3 separate regions of the Mus musculus genome follow, and all the other regions are linked to region 1. The links are chromatin contacts, called in public HiChIP or PLAC-seq maps. All regions are on one chromosome and are shown on one strand. Each heading gives the region's core, a stretch centred on a gene start, on an enhancer-like site or on the middle of the called end of the contact. The rest is flanking DNA. Distances are from core to core; before and after follow the strand shown.

Region 1 (5,034 bases), core at 863-3,362:
CTGGCATGTGAGTAACTTTGAAGCTGACCCATGTCAAGTCTTTACCTGACAACAGTGGATCTACCAGGTAGCTTCAGTATATCGTCGTTAAAGACCCAAATCCTAATACAGCCAGGAAGTTCATTTTTAATTCCTGGTCCACAAAAACTGTTGAAATTATTTTTATTGTTGCTTAACAGGGCCGGGCGTGGTGGCGCACGCCTTTAATCCCAGCACTTGGGAGGCAGAGGCAGGCTGTTTTTCTGAGTTCAAGGCCAGCCTGGTCTACAGAGTGAGTTCCAAGACAGCCAGGGCTACACAGAGAAACCTTGATGTGAAAAAACAAACAAACAAAAATATAAGATAGCTTATGCAGTAATGCAACTGATGCTTAATATACTCTCCTAAGCCTTTAAACTGAAAATTCCCTCATGCTTAGAAATTCTGAATTTAAACTGCCACAGAATCCCCATGCTAACATTAAATTGTTGTCATCTGTTTTCTAGCTGGTGTTAAATAAGGTTAAAATATTGAGTCAAGCTCTCAAATTAATCATTTACTCTTTTTATAAATGGGAAAAAAAAAAAAACAAGTACTACAAGTACTAAGGATGTCATTTAGAGCTAAGACACAGTGCCTGTTATGAATACCAAAGGCAGAGGGAGGGGTGAGGTGGGGTGAGGTGTTCTGTCAATTAAAAATAATACCATTTCTTTTTTTTTAATATATTATGTATTTATGTGCTTTATGTGTTTTGTCTGCATTCAAGTCTCTGTGAGGGCATCAAATCCCTGGGACCTGGAGTTACAGATGGTTTCCATCTGTCAAGTGGATGGCTGGGAACTGATAAGAGTCTTCCGCAAGAAAAGCAGGTGACCTAAACCACTGAACAATCTCTCTGGTCCTAGTTACCATTTCTACAGGTTGTAATAGGTGCTATTGTCTCACTTTTAATCGTTAAATAGTTAACTCCCCACATAGGAATCCTAGTCCAAAAGCGGTTAAAAGGCCTTCAGTCGTCTTGTGGGGCCAGGCTTCTGACCTTTAAGCTAAGGAGCTAAGCAAATACTTTACCACTGAGATAAGTACATTCGTAGCCCTTAAGGGCTTTAGAACTTGCAAAAGACTGGTGGGGACAAAGTTTACGTTAAACTGGGGAAGGAAAAACACCTTCAAACACTCCAACTAGGAAGGACAATGAGAGAGCAAAACTTCCAGACAGCATTTCAAAGTAACAAACAATCACACACCGTCTCCTATGGTTTCCCAACAGAGGAAAAAAACCTGAGAACCTCCCCTCTTGCCTTAAACGCTCAAGACAGTCCGAAGCAGGCAACCTGAAAGAAAGATCAATTTGGGTTGTTTTTGTTTTGTTTTTCCAGTCTGCTCCAGTGTGCTTATTAGAAATAAAGTGAAGAGAACAAATAAGACTTCGGTGATAAACAAGTCCAGGATATATATATTTATAAAACTTGAGGCGCAGAGGATTCCCTGGCCATATTCCTTAGAGAATCTGAAATGCATCAAAGTGATACATTTGTTAGTAAAAGCCTAAAAAAAAACAAAACAAAACAGGTCAAAACTGCAAAACAATCTCCTACAACCACACCGCGCCTATTCTGCTATCCTTAACCTAGAGGCAAAATTGAAAAAGTGAAGAGCGTCCGGGTCGCAAGTTGTGGGGGGGAAAGTTGTGGAGAGCGGAGTCAGGACTCTACCTCAGGGGGCTGACAGAAAAGTGCTTCTGGGATTCATAAACTGCCTCGGCCCACCCCCACACAAGCCGCCATCGGTCCCCCCACCGCCTCAGGTCCAGCTGGAGCAACCCGGCCACACACTCCACGAGCCGGCCGACCTCCGACCAGCCCCCGCAGTCGCCCGGCCCAGACCTCAGCTCGCGGGTCCCGAGCCCGACCGACGTCCGGGTACAGGAGGCCAGCAGTGAAAAGCTGTCGCCCAGAGAGATGTCCACGCGCCCGGAATACCCTAACTTACCTGAGTCCGCGGCAGCAGCAGCCACAGCGACAGTGGCGATTCCCCGGACCAGTCGGACACCCAAAGCGCCTTCCCAGAGCCCGCTGCACACTGGGAAATGTAGTTCTGTACTCGGACCCCCGCCAGGAGCCGAACGCTCCAGGCAATTCTAGAGTTCTCGGCGCTCTGTGTGTGTTTCCTCCAAGGACCGGAACTGAGCACCGCCCATGAGGCGCGATGCCTCCTGGGTGTTGTAGTCTTATTTCGGTTCGGTGGCGGCCAGTGATGCAGAGGACGTACCGAGGAAACGGAACTCTTTTTCCTCATTGGACACTGTCCGCCACACGCTTCTGCGCAGTCTGTGGTGGCGTCGTAACGCCTCGGGGAAGGGGAAGCCGGCGAAGGGTCGAACCGCTGCCTCTGGCTTTCAGTTTTTCTGCTGACAGGGTTGGGTCACTGGAGCTCCGCCGTTTGTCTGTGGCACGCGTACAGCCTTCCCAATTGCTTCCCCGCCCTTGGATCCAGCCCTGTGTGCATTAACGTCTATTAACCCACTCCGCCGCGAGTCCCCTCCGCGTCCCCTGGCTCGGAGGCCGTAACTATGGAGAATATGGCGGAGGAGGAGCTGCTACCCCAGGAGAAGGAGGAGGCCCAGGTCAGGGTCCCGACCCGGGCCCCGGATTCGGCTCCGGTCCCAGCTCCGGCCGCAGATACGGCTCTGGACTCGGCTCCGACGCCGGACTCGGATCCAGCCCCAGCCCTTGCCCCGGCCCCGGCTCCGGCCCTGTCCCCGTCCCTAGCCTCTGTCCCCGAGGAGGCTGAAAGCAGTAAGTGCAGACGGCCTGATCTCTCTGCCGCAGAGAAGCGAGAAACCATGCCTCGCTGGGGAATAGGGGAGGCCCTTCTCCAGGGTGTTTTTTTTAATGTGGAAAGGCAAATTTAGAAAAATGGGAGGAGGAGGAGGAACCAGAGCGGCAGGTAAGAGTAAAAGGAATACAGCATGGAAAGGGATACTTCTTCCATAAACCTCGAGGATATCATCCTGAAGGATATATGAAGGCCAGGCGTGAGGCAGAGAAAAATAAACAATGAAATTAGTGGCTGTGTCCGTTAGTGTCTTTAGTAGTTTCCATCTCAACCCAGTCTACAATAGTTTTAAAACTTTCCACTGTGTTACAGTAATGGAGGTACTAAGGTAGTAGTAGATCAAGATTGAGAAACTGAAAGCATTTTTCAGTCAGGACTTATACACACTGATGGATTTGTCTCATTGCTGGAGTATACTTTGCTCCCGAGAATAGAAACTCCGTCTCTTGTATCTGCCAAATACTAATTGAGCTTTGTACTTCATTCCAAAGGACAACGATCGTGAAAACGTATAGCCCATATTTTTATTTTCTGAATGTGTTTATACATGTTCCGAGTGGTGGTTTTTCGGTTCATATAAGAAACATAAGACTGATAATTATTAGCATTTTAAGGATCTTCTTAACATTTTGCACAGCGGGCCTAAAAAAAAAAAATTCAACGAGTTTTGTTTTTTTTTTCAACAAATCTGTGGTCCATAAATGGATCTTTATACTCCTTCTGAATTATCGCGTGAGGAATTAATTCATATTTCTAGGCCAGTTGGGGGTTAAATGTACATAAAACAGTCATAATCTAAGAGAATTATTTTGCAGTTCTACAACCACATTCAAGAGCAGCAGAATTGATCCCAGGAAAGACAAAAATCATCCAGTAGACTCATCATTTGGGATCACAGCTTTTAGTGCAAAACAAGGCCTTTTCTCCCTCTACATACAACCTGATGGATAGGGACTTTTACACTGTTAAGGGAATAGCTACCACCCACCTGATCATGTTTAAATCGGACATAGTTCAGCTGTTTGGGGAATGCTTCTTTACTTCTTCACCATTTTAATGCCTTAAAATGCCTCATGGGGCATAGTGACTCCTCATGGTATGTATGCCTGTAATCCTAACACTCCAGAGATTCAGGCAGGCCTGGTAGCTTGGAGATCAACCTGAGCTGCCTAGGGAGACATTGTCCCAAAAGTCTGTCTTAGGGGAAGAGGGTTGCAAACATTTGATTATATGTGCTACAACAATTACAAATTTCTACTGTGAAGAATTTGTGCTGTTGAAACCTTTAAACACGCACTAATCCTTTGAAAATGTATTTTCAGATCTAGTTAGTCCTTTGAAGGCAGTAGCAGCTAGGCAAGATGAAAATGGTGATTCTGAAATAGAATTGAAATTTGAGGAAAAAGTAACAGAAGAAATTGTGAAAGAACCTTCTAGTATATTGGGTTTGTCTGATTTAACAGGTTTACTTTATTGATTATGAGTATGCTATTTAAAAAAAAAAAAAAAGGAGTGTGCCGGGCGTGGTGGCGCACGCCTTTAATCCCAGCACTCGGGAGGCAGAGGCAGGTGGATTTCTGAGTTCAAGGCCAGTCTGGTCTACAAAGTGAGCTCCAGGACAGCCAGGGCTACACAGAGAAACCCTGTCTTGAAAAACCAAAAAAAAAAAAAAAAAAAAAAGAGTGTTTAAATACAGAATGATATTACCATGTTGAACCAGAAAAGATTAGAAAGATATAAAAAGAATTTTCAGACAGGTTTTGAAATTTTCCTTCAATAGTGGACTAGATAATTTTCAGTTTTCTTTTTCTAACTTATTAATTTTATTAGGATCCTCTTATATTGTACTGCCTAACAGAATAATCCAGGAGGCATATCTTTTATGCAGCATTATATATCCTATTGCACATACATGCCTGAACTATGAAACAGAACCTTTCTCGATTTCAAATGTGGTAGTTTAGTTTGTATAAATGAATTCTTTTTGGACCATCACTATCCGAACTAAAAACTAAGTTACTTTTTTGGGCCTGTATTTTATTCTAAGTTTTTGAACAAAGCCTAGTATATGAAGTTTATCAAGCTCATATCTGTAATTCCCGAATTTGAGAAGCTGAAGTAGGAGGATAATGAGTTTGAAGCCAGCATAGGCTACATAGTTCCAGAAGAGTCGTAGCTATATAGTGAGCTCCTATCTCAAGAAAGAAAAGTATA
Region 2 (5,034 bases), core at 1,203-3,702, 330 kb before region 1:
TCAACCTTGGATCAAAACCCCTTTGTGGGTTGAATGGCCCTCTCACAGGGGTTACCTGTCAGAAATCCTGCATTTCAGATATTAAATTACAATTCATAACAGTAGAAAAATACAGTTACAAAATAGCGATGAAAATAATTTTCTATGGTTGGGGGTCACTACAAGCTGAGGAGCTGTGTTAAGGGGTCACTACATTAGGAAGATTGAGAACCACTGCTGTAGACTGTGGGAAAGGAGAGTCTGGTGGTCAGAGTCAGAGCCAGGGCTTCCCTTCTGATCTCACTTGGATTGGCATGTCAGATATAGATACCTATGACCTGCAGACAAGGTATCACAGCCTGGGATACATATGACCTGAGCAAGGAGGTGGGGTGGGGGCAAGGAATGAAGGAGGGAAGAGACTACTTCGGCCCCAGAATATCAAACTGAGCTCCCTGAAGGACTCTGGCCAAGTGTTGAGAATCTAACTCTGGAATTCCAATTAAACCAGTGAAGTCTGTATATTTTTCATAACATTGCTTAAACAGAGTTCATTTTGTTTGTATATTTTCCTTCTTTGAGAAGAAATTCCATGTTATTCATCCATGTGCATCTATAATACTGAAAATATAGATGCTCAAAAAAATGTTCATTGAGCAAATAGGTCAGTCTTCTAAGCTAAAGTGGTGTATTCACTGAGGACCTTAGTCATGTGCTGACTAACTAGGTTTACAAAGGCAAAACAAAATGTCCATTTCTCCACTTCCAGTTAGGTTTCTTCCCTACCTTTTTACAGCATGTTCTTCACTGAAGTTAGTTAAGCATAATAGATACTCACTGATGAGTGGATATTAGTACAGAATACCTATGATGCAACCCACAGACCATAAGATATTTAGCAAGAAGGAAGGCCCAAGTGAGGATGGTTCAATCCCACTTAGAAGGGAGGCACAGGGAAGGAGGGACCTGGGTGGGAGAGGGGAGGGAGAAGGGAAAAGGGGGCAGGACAGGGATAATGGGAGGCAGGAGAGAAGCCTAGAGGGCCAGGAGAATGGATGGAAATATGCAGCTGCCAGAGGTGGAGGGTGGTGGTGGGGAACCTCTGGAAAGTCCCAGAGACCTGGGATGTGAGAGCCTCCCAGGACTCAATGGGGTTAACTTAGCAGAAATGCCCAACAGTGTGGAGATGGAACCTGAAGAGACCGCCTCCAGTACATAGACAGAGGCCACAGTGGAGGGATTGGATCACCAACTCACCTTTGAAATGTCTGACCCAGAATTGTTCCTATCTAAAAGAAATACAGAGACAAAAATGGAGCAGAGAATGAAGGGAAGGTTGTCTAGTGACTGGCCCAACCTCGGGTCCATCCCATGAGCGGGCACCAAACTCTGACACTATTACTGATGCTATGTTGTGCTTGCAGACAGGAGCCTAGCGTGGTTGTCCTCTGAGAGGCTCTACCAGCAGCTGACTGAGACAGATGCAGACACAGCCAACCATTGGACAGAGATCAGTGACCACTATGGGAGAGTTAGGATTGAAGGAGCTGAAGGGGATGGCAACCCCATAGGAAGAACAACAGTGTTAACTAACCTGGACCCTTGGGAGCTCCCAGAGACTAAGTCACCGACCAAAGAGGATACATAGACTGGTCTGAAGCCCTAGACACATACGTAGCGGAGGACTGTCTTGTCTGGCCTCAGTGGGAGATGATGCACCTAATCCTTAAGAGTCTTCATGGCCCAGAGAAGGGGGATCCTGGAGGTGGGGGTACCTTCTCAGAGGGGAAGGAAAGGAGGAGGGGTGAAGAACTCTGGGGGGTGGGGACCAGGAGAGGGACAACATTTGGGATGTAAATAAATAAAATAATTAACTAAAAAATTAATTAAAAAATATCTTAAGAAGGGCTGGAGAGATGACTCAGCAGTTGAGAGCACTGGCTGCTCTTCCACAGGACCTGGGTTCAATTCCCAGAGACCACATGGCAGCTCACAATTGTGTGTAACTGCAGTTCCCGAGGATCGGACACCCTCACACAGGCATTCAAGCAGGCAGACACCAACGCACATAAAAATAAATAAATTAGTTTAAAAAAAAAAAAACCTTACGAGTCCCTGCACATATACACAAAACACAAACAGTCACACATGGAGAAATAATGATTTTTTAAAAGCTACGGGATCAAACCAGTCTCAACTCTCCCTGGTATGTATCTTGTTCTAAATTCATAAGCCTTGAGAAAAATGTGTCTTGAAATTAGACTTCCTCTATTTCAATATCTCAAGTCCTTTCTCTCTCAGTAAGGAGTTTTAGCAGCAGCATGCACCACAATTGTTTCTTTCCTTTAAAATAAAACTGTACAACCCCAGAAAGTCTGTCTTCATTTCGGCGGCCCATGCAACGTCTCACAGTCTAGTCTATCACCATGCAATAGAGCCAAACCTCTTTCCAACGGTTACCAAATCTAATTAAAATTCCCTTATCACTGTGCGCACCCAGTGGTGAGGTTCTTTGTTTAACTGAGCATGGTGTAGTCACAGAACAGTTGGACCTTGAGCTTCCTTCTTCCACCTTTATTCTGCTGGCTTTCAGTTTGATTTCCAGAATACCAGATATATCATCAGTTGATATCCAGAACTTTTCCTCTTCTGCATTTTCATTTGTGGTTCATTTTATTATATTCTGCTCCTCTGGGCTTCTGAACAAACTTTGCTTCTGTAGCACTGGGGGCTGGGGGAGGGGGGGGCAGGGGCGGTGGGGGGGGGGGTGCGGTGCGGAACAAAACCAAACCATGGCTGCTGTTAAACACTCTATAAGGAAGTGGTTGCCCTAGCAACCGTAACCACAAGCAAGCCATTGGAAGCTCTTTCTCCTTGTGTGATTTGTTTGGTTGCTAAAATACTGCAAGCATTTTTGTACATAGTCAGGGAGTAAATATCTCAGTTTCCAGAGCGAGCTGGGAGCAGAGCAGGTGATAAGGCTTTGGAACAGCTGTCGGGTGATAAACAGTAAACGTTTCACGTGACGACTTCAGCCTGGTGATTGATCTCTAAAGGGCAAATGCTAAACTTGTTATAGTTAAGAATCCAAACTGGTGACTGCCTCAAGGACACAACTCTTAAATGGGAGTAGTTAGAAATTCCACAGAAGTCAAAAGTTTCACTTAAAAGACAGGTGACATTTCAGTTTTATTAATTCATAAATAGGTGCCAAATGCTGGTTCTCCAATTATAAATAAAACACCAGAAACTTGGCTAAAAGTCATTATAAGGGCATGTCCTCGCTCTCCCCATATATATATATATATAATAAACAAATATTTGTGTATATACATATATGTGTGCATACATACATGCATGTATATACATATATCCATGTATATACATAAATATGAGTATGCAAAGCATCAGTTTAAATTGTTACTGAAGAATTTCTCTAGTTTCTTACGACTCACAAAATCTAAAGGATATCTATTTCTGGAAAACATTGGAAATAAAGATGTCTTCCAAGAATCAAGACTTTTTACAAGTAAAGGGAAGTTTTACAGCTTGCCAACAACTACTAGAAGAGTGTGTAAGAGTGCCATAGGCATCTCAAGACATGAGTGCAAGTAAGACCATAGCATCCCATGCTGCCCAGGGCTTCTGGAATCTGTCAAGGATGGGATATAATAGGATGCACATGTGTGCGTGTGCACGCGCGCGCGCACACACACACACACACACACACACACACACACACACAGAGGCAGGGTTGGTGGCAACTGCAGTCCCAGCCTTGGGAAAGTAGAAGCAAGACAGTCAGTGGCTCAATGTCTACATGAGATTCTGTATCAAAACAGCAACAGTAACAGTAACAGGACAACTTTCCTACCCAGTCCCAAACTGTCCTTGATTTGGGGATTTCTTCGGATGGGTTGATGTCAGAGCAATTTGAATAAAACATATACTCACGTCTGTGCCCATGTAATTTGTTAGGAAGAAAGCCATGTAAAAAGAGTGCCCTCCAAGTTTCATCAAGGGAGACAATGGTGATGGGAAAATTTGGAGCTCTGGACACCAGGACAATTGAGCAATGGGTGGGAAAATTATAGAGCTCTAGTCAGAGTTTTATCCCAAAATGCTGAAGAGGCCTGTGGGCTTGGGTAGGAATTAAAATGGGGGGGGGGGAAGCAAGCAAGCAGGAAGGAAGGGAGAGAAGAAAGGAGAGATGACAGAGAGAGCAAGAGGAAACACGGGGTAGGCTGCTCAAGGTTGGTGACACTCAAGGAACCAAAGCAAAAGTCAGTGTGTGTGTGTGTGTGTGTGTGTGTGTGTGTATGCACTAAGTGGAAGCTTGATCATCATCTGAGTGATTCTGAGAACACTGTCAAAATGAAGCCAAAGGGATGTGTGTGGGGCCTGGTCATGAATGGACTCATTTCCTCAAGGACCCAGAGAACTGACTGTCTCAGTGCTGCTCTGCATTCTACAGAGACAGTGTTTGTGCCTTCTCTTCATTCATGTCTTAGGACAGAAGACAGCTAGCTGCAAGAACAGCAAGTACAAGCAGGATGTTTCTATTTAGGTAGCTTTCTTGTCTGGATTCCCAACTCTAACATGGCGAACTCTGTCCCACTGCTTCTGGGCCCGATGGGCCACGTGCAGGTCAAATGTCAGGTGGGATCCCTCAAAATCATGGCTTCTGAGACTTCAAAAGCTTGCTTGAAACACCATCATAAAACATTGCCTCAACAGGAGGGAGTTCAGGCCACCTTGCAATGACTCTAACATCTACCTCCGGTTGTACCAGCTGCTAAGTATCCTTAAACCTAGATCTTTTGTATAGTTCTTCCCACTTAATTTTCTTACAGATGACACATTTGTATCTGAACCTATTCTATGGGGAATTCGAGATAGAATTCTTGACTGAATTGAGCTGGAAATTAAACCTTCAGTCTGTATTTAAGCAACACCCAAAGCTCATCTGTGATCTCGGGGGTTGTTTGTTTGTCTATTTGTTTGTTTGTTTTTTGTGGTACTGTACTGCTTATTGCAACCCAAAGTGCTGTCCTT
Region 3 (5,034 bases), core at 1,884-4,383, 320 kb before region 1:
AAAAGAAAAGCTTTAGCTTGACACACTAAATATTAAACAATAGCTGTCATCAAAAGTAATAAAACAACAACAACAACAACAATAATTACACTAGGTGCTCGAAGAGGGGACTTCTCTGTTATCTGGCTTGAAGTGCACACAACACACATATTTATAAAACGAGGGGCGACTTTTCTTTTACGTGACTATGCTTAGGAAGGGACACTAGCTTGCTTTCTGTTGCGATGATAAAACACTGACCAGAAGCGGTTTAGGGATGAAAGGGTTAATTTCATCTTCCCCTTCCAGATCACAGCCTAAATCACAGGGAAATCAGGGCAGGAACTCAAGTAGAAGCAGAGGCAGGAACCAGGAAGGAAACACCCAACACCCCCCCCCCCCTGTCTTGCTGCTTTGCTGTCTTAAGCTAGAGTTCAGCTTGCTTTCTTATGCAAGCCAGGGCCACCTTGTCTGAGGTTGCACTGCCCACAGTGGGCTGAGCTCTCCCCCATCAATCAAGAATCAAGACAATTCCCTATAGACGTGGCCACAGGCCAATTTGATCTAGGGAATCATACAATTGAGACTCCCCAGGCGTCTCTGGGTTGTGTTAAGTTGATGATAAAATCTGAGGATAGAAAGGGTACCCTAGAATGCTCTTGATAATGGTCTTTCTGCAAGATAGACATCTGGCATGCGTTGTTATTGTCTTATTTCTGTTTTGTTTTGTATATGCTCCTATAGTTTTAAGATTTGATGGTAAATAGTTCTCCCCTTCAAAAGCAGGTCAGCTTAAGGACCTTTGATTCCTTAAGGCTGTCAGGTTCTATCAATGTAAGCCTAGCCCTTTATTTGGGTTCCCTTACCACTGAGCTGATAGATTTCAACTAAGAAGCATTTATTCGGTTCTTACTAAGATTGCCTCAGATCAATCAATGAAACCTGGAGGCTCCCGCATCTCTTGCTGAGAGCCCTTGTTTCTGACCCAAGTTCTGGTCTTGGAGCAATAGTGATGAGGCAGATGGGGCAGGAGATTCTGAGGAGGCCATTCAGATAGAGGAGGCAGTGGATAGGTCTATACCTCCAGGGACTCATCATCCCTGGCTCCTCAGACAGGACACCCCAAATCCTTCACTTCTCCAGCATCGGTGACAGGGAAACGGGAGGTGAGATGTTTAATTTTGGCTGGTTCTATTTTCTCTTCTATCGAGTTGGAAAGTTCTTTCACCAGAATAACTGTAGACATTAAACATGCACAGTTTTTTTTTTAAATATATACAATTATGCCTAGTAAAACTGGCAAGGGAAAGAGTGACACAGATACACTAGTAGCCACCTCAGTGAGAGAATCTTCCTCCAGCCTCCCCAGACCATTTCTTAGACTCTTTTCACACCACTAATTCTGACTTGGAAACAAACCTCTTTTCTGATTAGAACCAAGATGACAGTCTGACAACACCCCCTTTCTCCAGATCCTATATTTAAGATTTATTTCCAAAAGGCTTTTCAGAGAAAAACAAAAGAGGGGCAGAACAACCTCACCACACACAAGCACCTACACGAACCTCCTTGGTCATCCCAGTGCAGACCCAAAGCGCAGCTGAGGAGGTCGTTGAATGGGTTTCCAAATATTTACTGAAAGGAAATGACTCTGCTCATGACGAGGCAGAGAAGATACCCAGGACAGATTCCAATGAGATTCACTGCTGTGCACACGGGCGAAGTCAACTAAACAGACAAATGCTAGCCTGTGGATAAGTGATAGCAGAGGTGTTTCTGTGAGACACAGGCTTTCTTTATTTGGCCCCCATGAGTTCTGAAGGGTCTCAATAGAACATTTTAAAGGGAAGTGGGAAATTAGACTTTGTTGTGGAGATATGTAATCCTGACCCAGGGTTTCTACCTCGCCTTTGCCCATTTAGTTCCCGGATAAAAGACACACCCAACCTTTATATTTACAATAAGCCGTAAACAGCACAAGACATGGGCAGCTATCTGTTCTCTGTGCTATTAGATTCCACTTTCCTATCAATAACCCCGAATTTTTACTTACTATGCTCTTAACTCCAGTTAGCCAGCCCTTAGGGACACATTTTATGGCTCACCTAACCCATGGCTGCTTCTCCTTCCTCCTCCTGCACCTTCTTTTTCTCCTCGTGGTCCTACTCCAACCCCAAGCAATGGGAAACATAAACCCCACTTATGTCTCTTATGCCCAACTATTAGCTGTTGGCATCTTTATTTACCAATCAGAAATAACTTGGGGGCAGGGTCACTTAGAGTCGTTTTACAGACTCCAGATTTTTGGGGGTCAGCACTTAGCATTACAATAGACAGAGAAACCAAACCTCAACAGACTGATGGGGTCATTACAGAAACAGCTGCTCTGACTCCAGCCTCAAAGATGGATCGGTGGAATCCATCAGCCCCTGCCATTAAAACACAGCTTCTAGTACATAAAAGACAGGGAGGGGGAGGGGGAAGGGAGGGGAGGGGAGGGGAGAGGGAGGGGAAGGGAAGGGGGAGGGGAAGGGGAAGGAGAGGAGGAGGAAGAGGGGAAGGGGAGGAGGAGGAGGAGAAGGAGGAGGAGTGGGAATTTTGGTTTCTTTAAAAACTGTTATGTGAATGTGGTTTTATTTTTATCCCAGGTGTGGGATATAGGGCTTCAGATTGTTCACAGCTGCTAATGAAAATTGCCTTGTGCTCTACGAGGGGTATGATTTTTGCCAGCTACAGATAGTTTATGTTTGGAATTCTGGGAACTCGTGAGAGGGTATAAATGCAAGACCCCCAAGAGGGGATGTGGTGGCTGCTGCTCTCCTGCTGCTGGTTCCTGCTGCTGCATTTGCTATTGCTGTATTGCTGTATTGCTGGTCTGCTGGTTGTTCCTGGCTTGCTGGTAGATTTATTGGTTATTGATTGCTGGTTGATTGCTGAATTTCTGGTTGATTGCTAGTTTGCAGATTTGCTGATGCTAGACGGCTGGATTGCTGGATTGCTGGTTGGAGATGTCCTGAGAACAAAGATTGGATTTGCCCCAAGGAACTCAAAGCCCCAATGAGCAGGAAGTAGTCTAAAGTGGTCTGTTCTCCTTTGCCCTTCTGTGATGGTTTGTATATGCTTGGGGTAGTGGCACTATTAGGAGGTGTGACCTTGTTGGAGTGGGTGTGTCCTTTTTGGAGGAAGTATGTCACAGTGGGTGTGGACTTTAAGATTCTCCTCCTAACTACTTGTGAGCCAGACTTTTCCTAGTAACCTTCAGATAAAGAGGTAAAACTCTCAGCTCCTCCTGCACCATGCCTTTCTGGATGCTGCCATCCTCCTGCCTTGATGATAATGGACGGAACCTCTGAACCTATAAGCCAGCCTTAATTAAATGCTGTTTTGATCATGGTGTATGTTCATAGCAGTAAAACCCTAAGACAACCTCTAACCTCCTTTGTCTCCTACCTAGTCCTGAGGGGTTGGAAGGGTAGTAGATATAAGATCCCAATAAAATAGCCCCCAAAATTTGCACCAACAAAGAGGAGTATAAATTTGTACCACACACAAAAGAATGCTGTTGTGAAAATACAAATCAAAATTTTTGTAAGAAAAAGTTCTATTGTGGATTCACTGAGGAATTTTAAATACTCAATATGTGAATATGCTATCAGTACAGATGAAGAGAAGAAGAAATGAACCACAATTTGTGTTGCGATACAGGAGAGGGGTTAAGGGGAAAACACTAAGAATGTTTGAAAAAGCCATAAAAAAATAACAAAACATATAACACATGTAAATATATAATTATTTACATGTGATATTTGTGTGTGTGTGTGTGTGTGTGTGTGTGTGTGTGTGTGTGTGTATGTGTGTGTGTAGTTTAAATGAAGCTATAACACTTGGGCTGACAATACTCCCACCAAGAGTCATAGACTAGCCAATGAAAAATCCCAGAAACGGGCATGAGAAACTCCCTTTCCAGTTGTTGGTCACTGGAGTCCAGGAGACTCTCAAAACAATACAGGTGATTGTCATTTTCCTAGGATGGTTAAAGGTAAGTGAAGACACCATTCAGTTTGGACATAAGAACTTGAAGGATTCACATTGCATCTGATGTAAAAGCTACTTTAAGGCTAGCTTTCAAAGTACTGAAGGGTGCTCTGTAAGCCCCCATGAGAGGAAAGCAGCAATAAATAGTCCTACCCACCTGTGACATCTGTGATCCACAGTAATGATCAGCATGGCAAGATAGCCCTAAGGGTTCAACAGTGGCGCTCCTGTCTTGCTGGTAACCAACAGCTGACTAATTGCTCTGCTCAGTAAGAGGGAGGTCACACCTGGTACTAGAAATCCAACTTGTAGGTCATGGATCTCTTACAGTCAGGGGTCTTAGAAGGAACCTTTTACTATCACTCTATTATATCAATGGACTTCCTAACTACTTTCTTTTTTTTTTTTAAAGATTTATTTATTATATATAAGTACACTGTAGCTGTCTTCAGAAGAGGGCTTCAGATCTCATTACAGGTGGTTGTGAGGCACCATGTGGTTGCTGGGATTTGAACTCAGGACCTTCGGAGGAGCAGTCAGTTCTCTTAGCCGCTGAGTCATCTCACCAGCCCTCCTAACTACTTTCTAAATCCTTACCCTTATACCTACAAATAAGTGTAGCTTTCGTTTCTCATCAGAGAGCCTTTTTGCAATAGACAGAACCATTACAGAAAACCACTTCTGGTGAAAATTTAGAGATCATGGAGAGCCCAGCCCAAATGGGTAAATCTACAACACAATTTCTGCACCTCTAAGCCTCAGGGAATGTATGCAGAAAGGACAATGGAAAGAATGTAAGAGTCATAAGACTAAGAAATCTGGCATGAAATTTTGTTTCCTAGAAATGACAAAGAAGCCTCATTGATGATACCTTAGCAGATGGCCACCTAAAGAAGACCCAAAGAAGTGCAACACCAATAAAAGTGCTTACATGGAAGGAAGAAAGACTACAGGTGTCTAAGAAATGCTGACAGTGGAAGAAATAGCCTCTGGGATGAGCCCCCCTACACCCACCCCCAC

Evidence for each region. HiChIP or PLAC-seq counts read pairs in DNA pulled down with a chosen protein or histone mark.
Region 2: a contact with region 1 is called in an H3K4me3 HiChIP or PLAC-seq map of bone marrow-derived macrophages, with 4 times the contacts expected there. The contact joins the enhancer-like site here to the promoter of Swt1 in region 1. A contact is called at or near these places in 5 of 39 promoter capture datasets (the C10 cell line, hippocampal neurons, liver and 1 more), 1 of 484 Hi-C or Micro-C datasets (nephron progenitors), 21 of 115 datasets of contacts at active chromatin or transcription factors (the 230-238 cell line, the SCID.adh cell line, acute myeloid leukemia and 14 more) and 3 of 9 other capture datasets (adipose tissue, liver and pancreatic islet).
Region 3: a contact with region 1 is called in an H3K4me3 HiChIP or PLAC-seq map of embryonic stem cells, with 25 read pairs. The contact joins the enhancer-like site here to the promoter of Swt1 in region 1. A contact is called at or near these places in 1 of 39 promoter capture datasets (liver), 1 of 484 Hi-C or Micro-C datasets (nephron progenitors), 9 of 115 datasets of contacts at active chromatin or transcription factors (bone marrow-derived macrophages, craniofacial prominence, double positive thymocytes and 5 more) and 2 of 9 other capture datasets (adipose tissue and liver).

What each region holds. Positions count from the first base shown.
Region 1 is chr1:151,426,323-151,431,356 of GRCm38.p6, forward strand. Swt1 (SWT1 RNA endoribonuclease homolog (S. cerevisiae)) reads right to left here and starts at 2,113. Exons shown (of 20, transcript NM_025819.4): 1 at 1,975-2,113. It overlaps Trmt1l (tRNA methyltransferase 1 like), which reads left to right and starts at 2,220. Exons shown (of 15, transcript NM_026876.4): 1 at 2,220-2,780. The coding sequence starts at 2,555.
Region 2 is chr1:151,093,394-151,098,427 of GRCm38.p6, forward strand. All of the region lies in intron 1 of Gm36139 (a long non-coding RNA gene), which reads right to left. Among named protein-coding and RNA genes, the nearest start is that of Gm36077, 12 kb to the left of the region's middle. Within about 2 kb of position 2,453, at least 108 of the 459 cell types and tissues checked have an H3K27ac peak or open chromatin away from gene starts, as enhancers often do. A contact at or near this core is called in bone marrow-derived macrophages, craniofacial prominence, embryonic limb bud and 1 more, where this site is marked.
Region 3 is chr1:151,110,243-151,115,276 of GRCm38.p6, forward strand. The region is part of intron 1 of Gm36139 (a long non-coding RNA gene); the gene reads right to left. Among named protein-coding and RNA genes, the nearest start is that of C730036E19Rik, 25 kb to the right of the region's middle. Within about 2 kb of position 3,134, at least 4 of the 459 cell types and tissues checked have an H3K27ac peak or open chromatin away from gene starts, as enhancers often do. A contact at or near this core is called in embryonic stem cells, where this site is marked.